Regions from separate parts of the Mus musculus genome. Here region 2 is linked to region 1. Evidence: chromatin contacts called from public promoter capture Hi-C data. All regions are on one chromosome and are shown on one strand. Each heading gives the region's core, a stretch centred on a gene start, on an enhancer-like site or on the middle of the called end of the contact. The rest is flanking DNA. Distances are from core to core; before and after follow the strand shown. Region 1 holds the start of Gpn1 (GPN-loop GTPase 1). Region 2 holds the start of Poln (DNA polymerase N).

Region 1 (5,666 bases), core at 2,222-4,721:
TCACACAACCACAGTGTTTTCCTGCTAATCTCTCGTTTTAGGACTGGCCACAGAAGATAAAGACAATAGTGAATACACACGTGTCAAACAGTGACAGGTTGTGGGCATCAGCAATTAAAATCATCTGTGTAGCCAGGCTTGGCATGGTAGCTCAGTACCTTTAATCCTAGCATTCAGGAGGAAGAGGAAGGCAGACAGCTAGAGTTTCAGGCCAGCCACAGCTGCATGTAACACTCTTAATTCTACTTCTCACTAAGCAAGCGACCTTCCTAGATGTCATGCAGAAAGCAATGCATAAGCAGACAACTCAATTTATTTGTCCAAGTTTCCTGATCTAAATTCCTGTGAGTAACTTTACTGATGACTGCCTCACCCGCCACGGTAACATCACTTCACTGGGCCCAGGCAGTAACTAACAGCTGGCCACACATCGTCTCCGATCTTTAGTGACAGCACTTACAGTCCAGGTGATGTTAAGAAAACAGGAGGCATTGCTGAAATCTCTGATCTCTCCTACTTTTTTTTTTTAAAGATTTATTTATTTATTATATAAATAATGTACACTGTAGCTGTCTTCAGACACTCCAGAAGAGGGCGTCAGATCTCTTTACGGATGGTTTTGAGCCACCATGTGGTTGCTGGGATTTGAACTCAGGACCTTTGGAAGAGCAGTCAGTGTTCTTACCTGCTGAGCCATCTCACCAGCCCTCATCTTATCCTCTTAATACGATTACCTAAAAGGACGTGAGTTTTCTACTTGTATTGTCACAACTTGACAGGCAAAGCCACTCCCCCAAAGCAATGAAAGACAGCAGTTTGCCATGACCGAGTCAGTCTCGCAGCAGATGAGGAAAAGGATACTGCTTCATGACTTCTTTATATTTCACTGTGTCTCGGATATCTGAGGGGGAAAGAGAGAAAGAGAGAACGGCTTACTTTAGAGCATGACCTCACTTGTCTGGACTGACTTTGCGCTTCCCAGGTGGCCCGAGCTGCTCTCCTTCCTCAGTCTCCTGAGCGCTGAGATTGTACAAGTGCCACCGTATCTTACCAGCATTTTCTTATCCCTTCCTCCACACTTTCTTCCTGACTAAAGATAACTGCCAAGTAGTACCCCAGGAAGAATGTTTCGCTCCAGGGCGTGGTGGCAAACACCTTTAATCCGAGGGCTCAGGAGACAGAGGCAAGTGGATCTCTGTGAGTTCAAGACTGGCCTAATCTAGAGCAATTCCAAGACAGTCAGGACCACACAGAGAGACCTTGTCTCAAACAAAGAAAAGGTTAGGCCAAAAGCTCTTAGCTATGATAGATACTGTCTAGAACAACATTACAGGTTTTGGACAATTTCAGTGGCAGTGGGCATATGCACAGGAATACCAACATACAAAAACAAAATAAGCAAAGACTTCTTACTAGTGGCTGCATGGTAATGACGGCAATTCACAGACATCGGAACTATAAGCCTGTCTACTAAGAACGACTACAACCTACCCCCCAGGGGTTGGAGATGCTCAGTGATTAAGAGCACTTGAAGCTCTTGTAGAGGACCCAGATTCAGTTCCCAGCACTCACAGGGCAGCTCACAACTCTCTGTAGATCCAGTTCCAGGGGTCCTGGTGCCCTCTTCTGGCCTCTGCAGGAACCAGACACACACAGACGCAGACACGCATGTGGCAAAACACCCATACACATTAAATAAAAATGAATAAAAACAAACCTACCCACCAGTCTGTAAATTAATAATATCACATATTTATCCTCTAGTTTAAATAGAAAATTTGTTGCCCTATAATCCCAAAATGATCAATGATTTTTGTTGTTGTTGTTGTTTGTTCTTGTTTCTCTGTGTAGCCCTGGCAGTCTTAGAACTGATCTGCCTGTGTCTTCCTCCTGAGTGCTAGGATTAAAGGCGTGAGCCATCACCGCCTGACCTAACCTATGATTCTCAAAACAAGATTCCCTACCCAATTTGTGTATTTGGGGTAAGAAAGCTTCATACCCTAGCCCTGACAGTTAAGGCCTAGGAGTCAGGAAGCCTGGACATCCAAGAGCCCTGTTAGTGGATCACAGACACTTTGATAACAAATCTACCCCCACGCCCACCTTTTCTTTTCCAAACGAGGTCTGGCTATGCAAGTCGGACTGACTCTGAACTCTAAATATTCTGCCTCAGGCTCCCTTGGATCACACCAATACTTAAATCTTTTTGATAGTCTCAATCAGAAAGCTCTCCTCAGAACAGTGCATATTCTTACACACACACCCCACACACACAACTTTGGAAATGGAAGGAACCTGCCTATAAAGTGAATTACAGCAAATCTTATAAACTCTGACAAAAGAAACCAAAGGATTCACGTGTCAGGTGACAGCCCGACCTAATGTCATGTCTCATTCTCAAACCAATTCAACGGTTTCACACACCGAGGGCATGAGAGAGAGGTGAGCGGGGATAGTGCATAAGAGGGATAAATCTGCATAAGCAAGAAGCCTGTTCCGGAACTCAGGCAAATCCACAGAAAAGAAAAGTACATAGTTAGCTAGCTTAGAAAGAAAAGACAAGAAAAGGAAATCAAGCAAGCAGGCAGGCAGGCACTCACCAATATTGGCGGGAAAGGGGACTTCATGCACAGCTGGGTCCAGGTTGATTACATACGGTGGACAGCCTTTGTTGTGCAGGTGTCCTGTGAGCCTCTGCAAAAACAAGGAGCCAGGGTTGGAGGGTGATGACCAAAGGATAGGAACGGGCCCCGAGAATTCCCATCCCTTTACTGACCATGCTTATAAAATCTGTAACAATCTCCTTCTTCCCTCAGCGTGTTCAACACTGAAGAGTTTAAAAAGCCATCTAGTTCCAGTACCTGTCTCCCTATTCTCCGTCACGGCTTCGCTAACTCTGCCCCTCCAAGGGTTTTCTTCCTCTGTCTCCTCCACTAAAACACTCACTCCGTGAAAGCAAGAACCCTGTCGATCTCATTGCCGCTGTACTCTCAGAGCTTAGAACGTGGTAGGTCGAACGAAGTGATTCTTTCACAACTCTTCACGCAAACCAGAGTAGTAGACGTTACACTCCCCTACTCTTTAGGCCCGGGCCTTCGGAAAGCTGCCAATTCGCAGCAAGACAAGTTCAGCTGTACCAAGTGTGCATTAAGGTTGCCCAGGAGCCGGCCTCAAGTGACCCAGGCTAGGGTTCGAGGCTTCGGGAAGGAAAGGAGTCAGAGGACAGCTCGAGAAAACCACGCGCCCGGACCCGCAGATTCCCCAGACAACTTCCTCCCTTCTTCCCGGGCCTGAGGCGCCACTACCGCTTCTGCACGGTGCACGTCACCTGTACAAAGGTAGTTTTCCCGGATCCCGCCATTCCCAACACCAACAGACACACGGGGGGCTGAGGAGCCCGGGAAGCCTGGGGTTCGGATGGAGCCACGGGCGCCGCCATCTTTCCTCAGCCACGCCCACCACTCAGGGATCGCCCGGCGGCCTGCGGGCTCTCTGAATTCCGGGCTGCGATTGGTAGGAAAATCCGTCCTCTTGCGTACAGGGCTACGATTGGTCGAACGATCCGGCCTCTCTGAGTTTAGGGTTGCGATTGGCCAGACTATCCAAACCGCTCGAACCTACTGCAGTGGGTGCCTGACCGGCTTTTGGCATCTGACTTGCAGGGGTCACTTTGATGCTATAGTGGCTTTGCACAAGTGAGGGGTAGTGTAGGGAACCAGGAAGGGTTGACAGGAGTGAGATAGGACCCGGAAAGGGTTAAGCTCGTGTCCCCAAGGGAGTAATGAGGTGGGATTCCCAAGCCAGGATCTGTCAGGATCCTATAACAAAGGTGTTGCTCTACCTTTTATTTTATTGTCTAAGAAGAAGAAGAAAAAAATTAAACGTCATTATGTTCTAGAAAATATTAGGTAAAAATTAGCGTAACACTTGAAAGATAGCATGAATACTGTACTTTAACAGAGGAAGATACATTTTCTGGCAATCATTGCCTAATGCAAAGGGGACTAAAGAACCTTACAGCGTTTGTGGCTGAAGTGTGGCTGAATAATTAATACCGGAAGATATGGGTAGAGGAAGGGAGACGAACCTCATGAGGGAAAGCCCTGTATGACAGAGACTGTGACCAATGTCTTATTTGCTCATCTGTATGGCTATTTGTCCAAGGGAAGAAGAAAAGATGGTGAACCAAAGGCTCAAGGGAACCAGAAAACTCCTAAAAAGTCCCCTTTAAGAGTGAGGTAAAGGGCTAGGAGTCAAGGGTGGCCCTGGGTTTTGTTGACATTCTTGGAAAGTGGATAAAACTCTTTTTTTTTTTTTTAAGATTTATTTATTTATTATATGTAAGTACACTGTAGCTGTCTTCCGACACTCCAGAAGAGGGAGTCAGATCTCATTATGGGTGGTTGTGAGCCACCATGTGGTTGCTGGGATTTGAACTCCGGACTTTCGGAAGAGTAGTCGGGTGCTTTTACCCGCTGAGCCATCTCACCAGCCCCCGTGGATAAAACTCTTAAAGAACAAAAAGTTTGTATATATCTATACATAGATATCTCATTTTATTATGACATGTGCAGGCTGTGGAGAGGGCTCAGTTAGTAAGGTGCTTGCTGCACAAACTTAAGGGCCAGAATTCAGACCCCTGCCCTCACATAAAAGCCCAGGCATTGTGGATTGTGCCTATAATCCCAGTGCTAGGGAGCTAGAGATGGGAGAATCCCTGGAGCTCAGTGGCCAGCTAGCTTAGCCAAATTAATGAGCTCCAGGATCAGTGAGCAACGTACCATACCAAATGGATAGTGATTCTCCTTTCCTGACTCAGGCCCTCTCTGGGCACCACTGTCTGGCTTGTGTTACTTTCTGGCAGGGATTCAGGTAACATTATTTTTCTGGCAGTACCCATACAGTTCAGTTAGTTCACTCCCCACCATGTGAGTCTCAGAGATGGAATTCAGGTTGGAAAGATTGGCTGTAAACACCTGTAATTACTGACCCAACTCCTGGCTGTGGCATCAGCAATTTGGCAAGTTGAAGCTTTGTATGGGGAGATTCTCCGATGACCTTGGATCTCCTCCCTACTTTTCTACAAAAGCAGAAGAGGAGGAAGAGGAGGAGGAGGAGAAAAAGAAAAGCAAGCTTTGAAATTGCTACTGTATAAATGACTATCAATCATTTTCCAAGTACAAGAGAAATTCCACCCATTATGTTGGAAATAAAAGCAGGCCCATTGCTGTTTGTTGTTGTTGTTTTTAATGGATTGGAGTAGCAGGAGAAGCTCAAACCTGTGGCTAATTTGTTTTATATAACACCTGTAATCTCAGCACTCAGAAAGCTAAAGCAGTAAGATAGCCAAATCAAGGTCAGTCTGAAAAACAAAAGGTGATGAGAGATTGAACTAAGTCCCAAGGCAGTTCTGTCCACAGCAGATTTGCTCCAGAGACCTGCAGGTCCTGAGTAGTTTGATGTGAGAGAGACGTGCGTTGTACCTGAACCATATTCTGCCTCCTGACTTTTCACAACTCCTTTCTATTTTCCTCCCCAAGAATAGTGATCTAAGGACACAATAGATCTTGACCACACTGTTTAGTCTTCTAAAAATTCAATAGAACACTACAACAAGGATGCCATGCTGGATGCACATAGATTGTTGATATTAACAGGAACTCTCA
Region 2 (5,340 bases), core at 1,441-3,940, 2.7 Mb before region 1:
CTCTGGATTGTTCCAGAGTTAGGCCACTGGCCTGGGAAGCAAGCTGTAGGGAAGGATGGGCTCTCATCCCAGTTCCTCCTCAACTGACCAACCTCTCAGGCAACCTGAGGTCCTGGACTCCTCAGACCCCTAAACTCTGCAGGCCGCCTGATACCGGCTTCCATCTCCAAAGACCCCTGTCTACCCACCACTATGGTGACCCCTTCCTAGTTTTGTAGACCTAAATACTTCTGAGTTTGGTACTGAGTTTTTACCTTCACCACAGGAGTGTAAATACAATCAAGAGCAAATATCCCTGACCCCAACTCCATGGTCTTAAGAAAAGTCAACTTTCTTCTGGAAGAACAAGACCGATAGGAGGAAGCTGCCAGACCACATCTCACTGGCTGACGGCCCCCAGTGTTCTGCCAGCTCCTGGGCTCCCTTGCCTTTTCCGAATTGTCCAGTGCCAGCTTTCTCAAACCTTTTGTGACTTTTTTTTTTTTTTTTTTTTTTTTTGGTAGAATCAAGCTAACACATGTCTGAGGCTGTTGCTCCCTCCTCCATGTTGTCTGGAGAACAGATCTCTTCACTTCCGTTAAACTGCATCCAAAAACAACCTTCAACAGCACAGTTGTATACAAAGTTTTAAAACTGTCTGTAAATATACTGTATAAAACATAAAATAATTTTTAATATTGATGACAGGAGAGTAAGGCCAACAGAAAAGACTCAGGTCCTGCATTTTGGTTTGTTTCGCCCATTACATTCTCACAGGCTTGCTTAGGACCGATTAGCTCCTCGGTTCCCGTTACCTTTTGACCCCACTAAAACCACAACTGAGTTTGAGTAGAAGAAAGCAAGCTTGTCTTGGAAATAAGTTTAACATACTTGCCTTCTTAAGTTTCTAATCCAGTCCCAAGAAAACTTTCCAGTTCTGTATAATTGACCCCATTGTGTTTGCTGTTTGTACTCAGGGGGCTGATCCTGTTCTAATCTTTATGTTTTCATGGCTTCTTATGGCCTCGCAAACACTTCTCAAACAAGGAGCGGTGGTCAGCAATTCAAGAGAGCGAGCTGGGGGCCAGGAGTCACTAAGAACAGTGGGTTTTCTAGAAGGTCTCATGGGTCCCAGGCTGTGCCTGGGGGGAACCTCAGCCTGCAAAGTAGCCCTTTGTCTTTCTGGCATCTTTAATTCCATCTCCTCCGAGCTCTTCCGCACAGTCTATAAATATCCTCCAGTTCCTCCCACTTTAAAACAAAACAACACCAAAAATCCTCTCAGCCTTGCATTCCCACCCCCTCATCTTGTGTCATTTGGCTCTTTTTCTCTCAGTCTTTGCCGCCTCAGCAAAATTTCCCAAAAGTACTGCCTGCACTTCCTCTGGCCAAAACCCACTCAACGCCAGCTCCCTGCTGAGCCCCTACCTCCAGTTTGGCATCTGGGGTCCTCTTGGGCCAGTCCCCTGATGTCCTAACCACATTAGGCACCATTCTAAGAACTTTTCCCCTGTACTGTTTGTTTTTATTTACTTTCCGGTTTTATTGACCTTCAAAAGGAGGATAAAAGTTAAATAAGAATTAATAGGAAATGTCTTCAACTCAAATTTAAATGATCTGCTTAGAACATTAGTTTTTCTCTCTTTGAAAACATGAATATCTGGGCATGGTGATTCATACCTGTGGCCCCAGCACTTGGAGATGCTAAAGTAGGATCTTGAGTTGAAGCCCAGCCTGGGTAGAGAAGCAAATCCTTGTCTCACAAAACAAATAAGCCCAGGGAAAAAGATCCAGAAAGAATTCTACCTAGTAGCAACTAGACTAGACCCTTGTCTGATACATCACCCTATTTATGATTAGAAGAGGGGAATACTATTTTTTTAATGATCAAAGCCCAGATCTTGTGAATTTATATATCATCTTACAAGAGAGTGGTTAAGTTGCAAATGCTGTCTGATAGAAAAAAATGAACAGATTATGACCCATACAGACAAGTTGTTACCAATGCCAACTGTAACTCCAAAGATCAGTTTTCTGGGACCATAGGACATTAACTAGGCTTGCATCTGAGTTCAGCATTCTGTCTTTCATTGAATGACGGCGGGCATCCTCAGAATGTCTGTACTTCTGAGTTAAATGCATTCTAAAACTGATGTATTTTACACCTTGACATTTTGAAGATGGGATCTTGGAGGGAGTCAGCTTTTGCTTGGAAGTCATCGAGGCCTTGGGAGTTAAGTGATTTTTGTTAAATAACCATTGTAAAAGATTCTATAGCCAACAATCCTACCCTGCAAGAGACCTGATAGGGTCCCAGCTGCTTGTTATTAGCACCAACGCTGGATCACCCTACCAGTGGTGGTGGTAAGAGCTGTTGGGGGAAGAAGGGGTCTGTTCGGCCTCAAACTTCCGGTCCCCTAGTGGTGTCACAGACCGCAAGCCATTCTTAGGACAGGAGGCCTAACTGAACTAGAGGGCCAAATGGCCAAGGCAACAAAGCAGCCGGAAGAGACCCAGACTCCAACTCCCGAGCGGGGGCGGGGTGGGGCGGAGCGAGGGCAGAGCCTATAGTGAGAAAACCAATCCTCTTGAGCCTAGCGGGAAGGACGGCGGGCCAGAGGCGGGGCTAAGGGGCGGTGCGTCCGTCAGGAAAGCCAATCACTTTACCCCGGCTCGTTGAAGGGGGTTGGTCTGCGGGTCCTCCTTCGCTTTCTCCGGGATACCTCGCCGCCTGCGCTGACTTTACGGATGTTGTAATCTGCGCGTGCGCGTCCTGGCACTCCCGTGAGGCACTGCGGCGCGCGCGGTTGGAGGCTGGCAGAGAGCAGTGACTGCGGCTTTCCTGAGGTAAGGGTCTTGTAAGTTCGGGGTTGGCGGGGCCGCCGCTACCCTCCTACAGCCTGCTTGAGGCATCGATAGAGGTCGCTGGGCCCAGGCGCGGGGTGTGCGGGGAGGCTGAGGCTTTGTGCCAGAGGTGGGGGCGGAGGTACGTGGCCGGTCATCCGGCTGGGGTTGGTAGCTTTATTTTTCGGATACTGCGGATAAAACCCAAGGCCTCAATCATACGAGGCAAACGTTAAACCGGAAATACACACTTATCTGTTACCCAGCTTTTAAAAACAGCAATTTGGTACTTTTGTGGGCGTGTTTTATTAGAGCTCTTAAGTGTCATAACTGGATACTCAGAAACAAACCAAAACCAACCCAGAGAGTTTGCTACCAGAGTGTCAAATACATCGTGATTTTAAGACCTGCCATTGTCACTGACCTAAGTTTGGTTCAAGTCGTGGTTCATTGTGTTCTATTCGAAATAAAACTTCTTACTTGATGATTGATGGGTACTTTGAAACTTGTCAATTTGTCCTGGTTTTCTCTGCGTTAGACTGGTTATATCTATAGATTGAGTCCTTTGAGACTGATGGAACGCTGATTGAAGTAAATATTTAGTTGATTCTTCCTTAGAAAGGTAGGCATATTTCTTTTTCCTAACTAGAAACTACAGGGGAAACAGCTATTTTACAAAATGTAATTTATTTTAAGTAATTTCATCATTGGGAAAAAAAATCAGTTTTTTTTTATTGTTATATCTTCATTAATTAGATTCTTCATTACTGTTGTAGTGTCCTAAGCAACACCCTGATTGCTTCTGTTTTGCTTTGTCTTTGTCAGATATTGCACGTGCATCTGCTTTTAACTTAAGTAGTCTCCTGATGTCATCTGATAAAATGATCTGTATATTTAAAATTCATTTGCCTTGTTCATGGTCTAATACTTGTGTTCTTTCCCCCACTAGGAAAACACATTATAGATTGTATTTTTTTTCCTTCTTCTATGGACTTAGCGTAAATATGTTTTTTTCTGTTTGAACTTAGTTTAAAAAAATAGATTCATATCAAATATTTAAAAACAGGAGTAGTTAAACCATGAGTTGTGGAAATGAGTTTGTGGAAACATTGAAAAAAATTGGTTATCCCAAAGCTGATATTCTTAATGGAGAAGATTTTGACTGGCTCTTTGAGGATGTTGAAGATGAGTCATTCTTGAAATGGTTTTGTGGGAATGTGAATGAACAGAATGTATTGTCTGAAAAAGAATTGGAAGCCTTCAGCGATCTCCAGCGATCAGGCAAGCCTATCCTAGAAGGAACAGCATTGGATGAAGTTCTTAGGACCTGTAAAACTTTTGATTTGAAGACATGCAAACTGGATGACAAAGAGATACAGATATTAGAGGATGAGGTTCAAACTCTGCAGAAATTAAATAACTCAAAAATTCAGCGACGGAATAAATACCAGTTAATGGTTTCTGAAACTAGCTACAGGTTTCTGGCATTAAATGCTAAACAAGAGGAGGCCACTAAGAAGCTGAAACAGAAGCAAGGATTCCTAAATTCTGTGAATACTAAGCTCAGTAATGAACTTCAGGGTCTTACTGAGGAAGTTAATAATTTGATGATATTCTTCAGAAATTCTAATTTAAGTGAAAGAACAAATCCAATGGTGTTTTTATCTCAGTTTCCCTTGGGAAAATACATAAGCCAAGAAGAGCAGAGCACAGCAGCATTAACCTTATACACAAAAAAGCAATTCTTTCAGGGCATGCACGAAGTAGTTGAAAGTTCAAATGAAGACAATTTTCAACTTTTAGATATACAAACACCGTCTATTTGTGATAATGAAGAAATCCTTAGGGAGCGACGACTGGAGATGGCTAGACTGCAGATGGCATGTATTTGTGTCCAGAAACAGATCATATACTTGAAAACAAGTAATTTGAGCATGAAGTCGAGTATAAAATGGGCGGAAGAGAATCTTAATAGACTAACCAATGAGGTAAGCATAAGAAATAAGACTGAATTCATATTGTAATTGTTAGGAATATAGAGTTTAATATTGCTGCTAATTTAGAAAAGGGGGGAAATCTAATTTTAATTTTATAGAAAATTATATTAGTATAGCATATTAATATAATTTATTAATTATGTAATATAATTAATGTAATTTTATAGTACATATTTGCAGTATGTATTTCATACAAATATATTATTAATCATATTACTAGAATTTAGTAATTTTATCCTCAGTAATATTACTGAGCAAATTTTGGACAAAAATAACCTTACTTTGCATTATGAATCTGAAAATTGTGTCATTTCAATTACAGATTAAACTGGGGTTTCTGTTTTTTGGTATAAACCAAGGAAACTACTTGCTTAACTATGGATATTCTGCCTTGTTTCCTCTGACAAGAAGATAGTATTAATGAAGTCCAGGATTCAGTGGAGTGACTTTCTCATTACTTGTTGAGAATATGTAGATATATTGCAGTTGTTCATCTGCACTCTCTAGAAGCTTGCTTTCT

Evidence for each region. Capture Hi-C pulls out chosen DNA fragments and counts their contacts.
Region 2: a contact with region 1 is called in a promoter capture Hi-C map of liver, with 2.2 times the contacts expected there. The contact joins the promoter of Poln here to the promoter of Gpn1 in region 1. A contact is called at or near these places in 1 of 39 promoter capture datasets (liver) and 1 of 9 other capture datasets (liver).

Annotation. Positions count from the first base shown.
Region 1 is chr5:31,492,546-31,498,211 of GRCm38.p6, reverse strand. Gpn1 (GPN-loop GTPase 1) reads right to left here and starts at 3,471. Exons shown (of 14, transcript NM_133756.5): 1 at 3,329-3,471; 2 at 2,601-2,694; 3 at 862-901. The coding sequence starts at 3,439.
Region 2 is chr5:34,166,876-34,172,215 of GRCm38.p6, reverse strand. It overlaps Poln (DNA polymerase N), which reads left to right and starts at 2,690. Exons shown (of 25, transcript NM_181857.4): 1 at 2,690-2,826. Haus3 (HAUS augmin-like complex, subunit 3) reads left to right here and starts at 2,792. Exons shown (of 5, transcript NM_146159.1): 1 at 2,792-2,826; 2 at 3,773-4,811. The coding sequence starts at 3,903.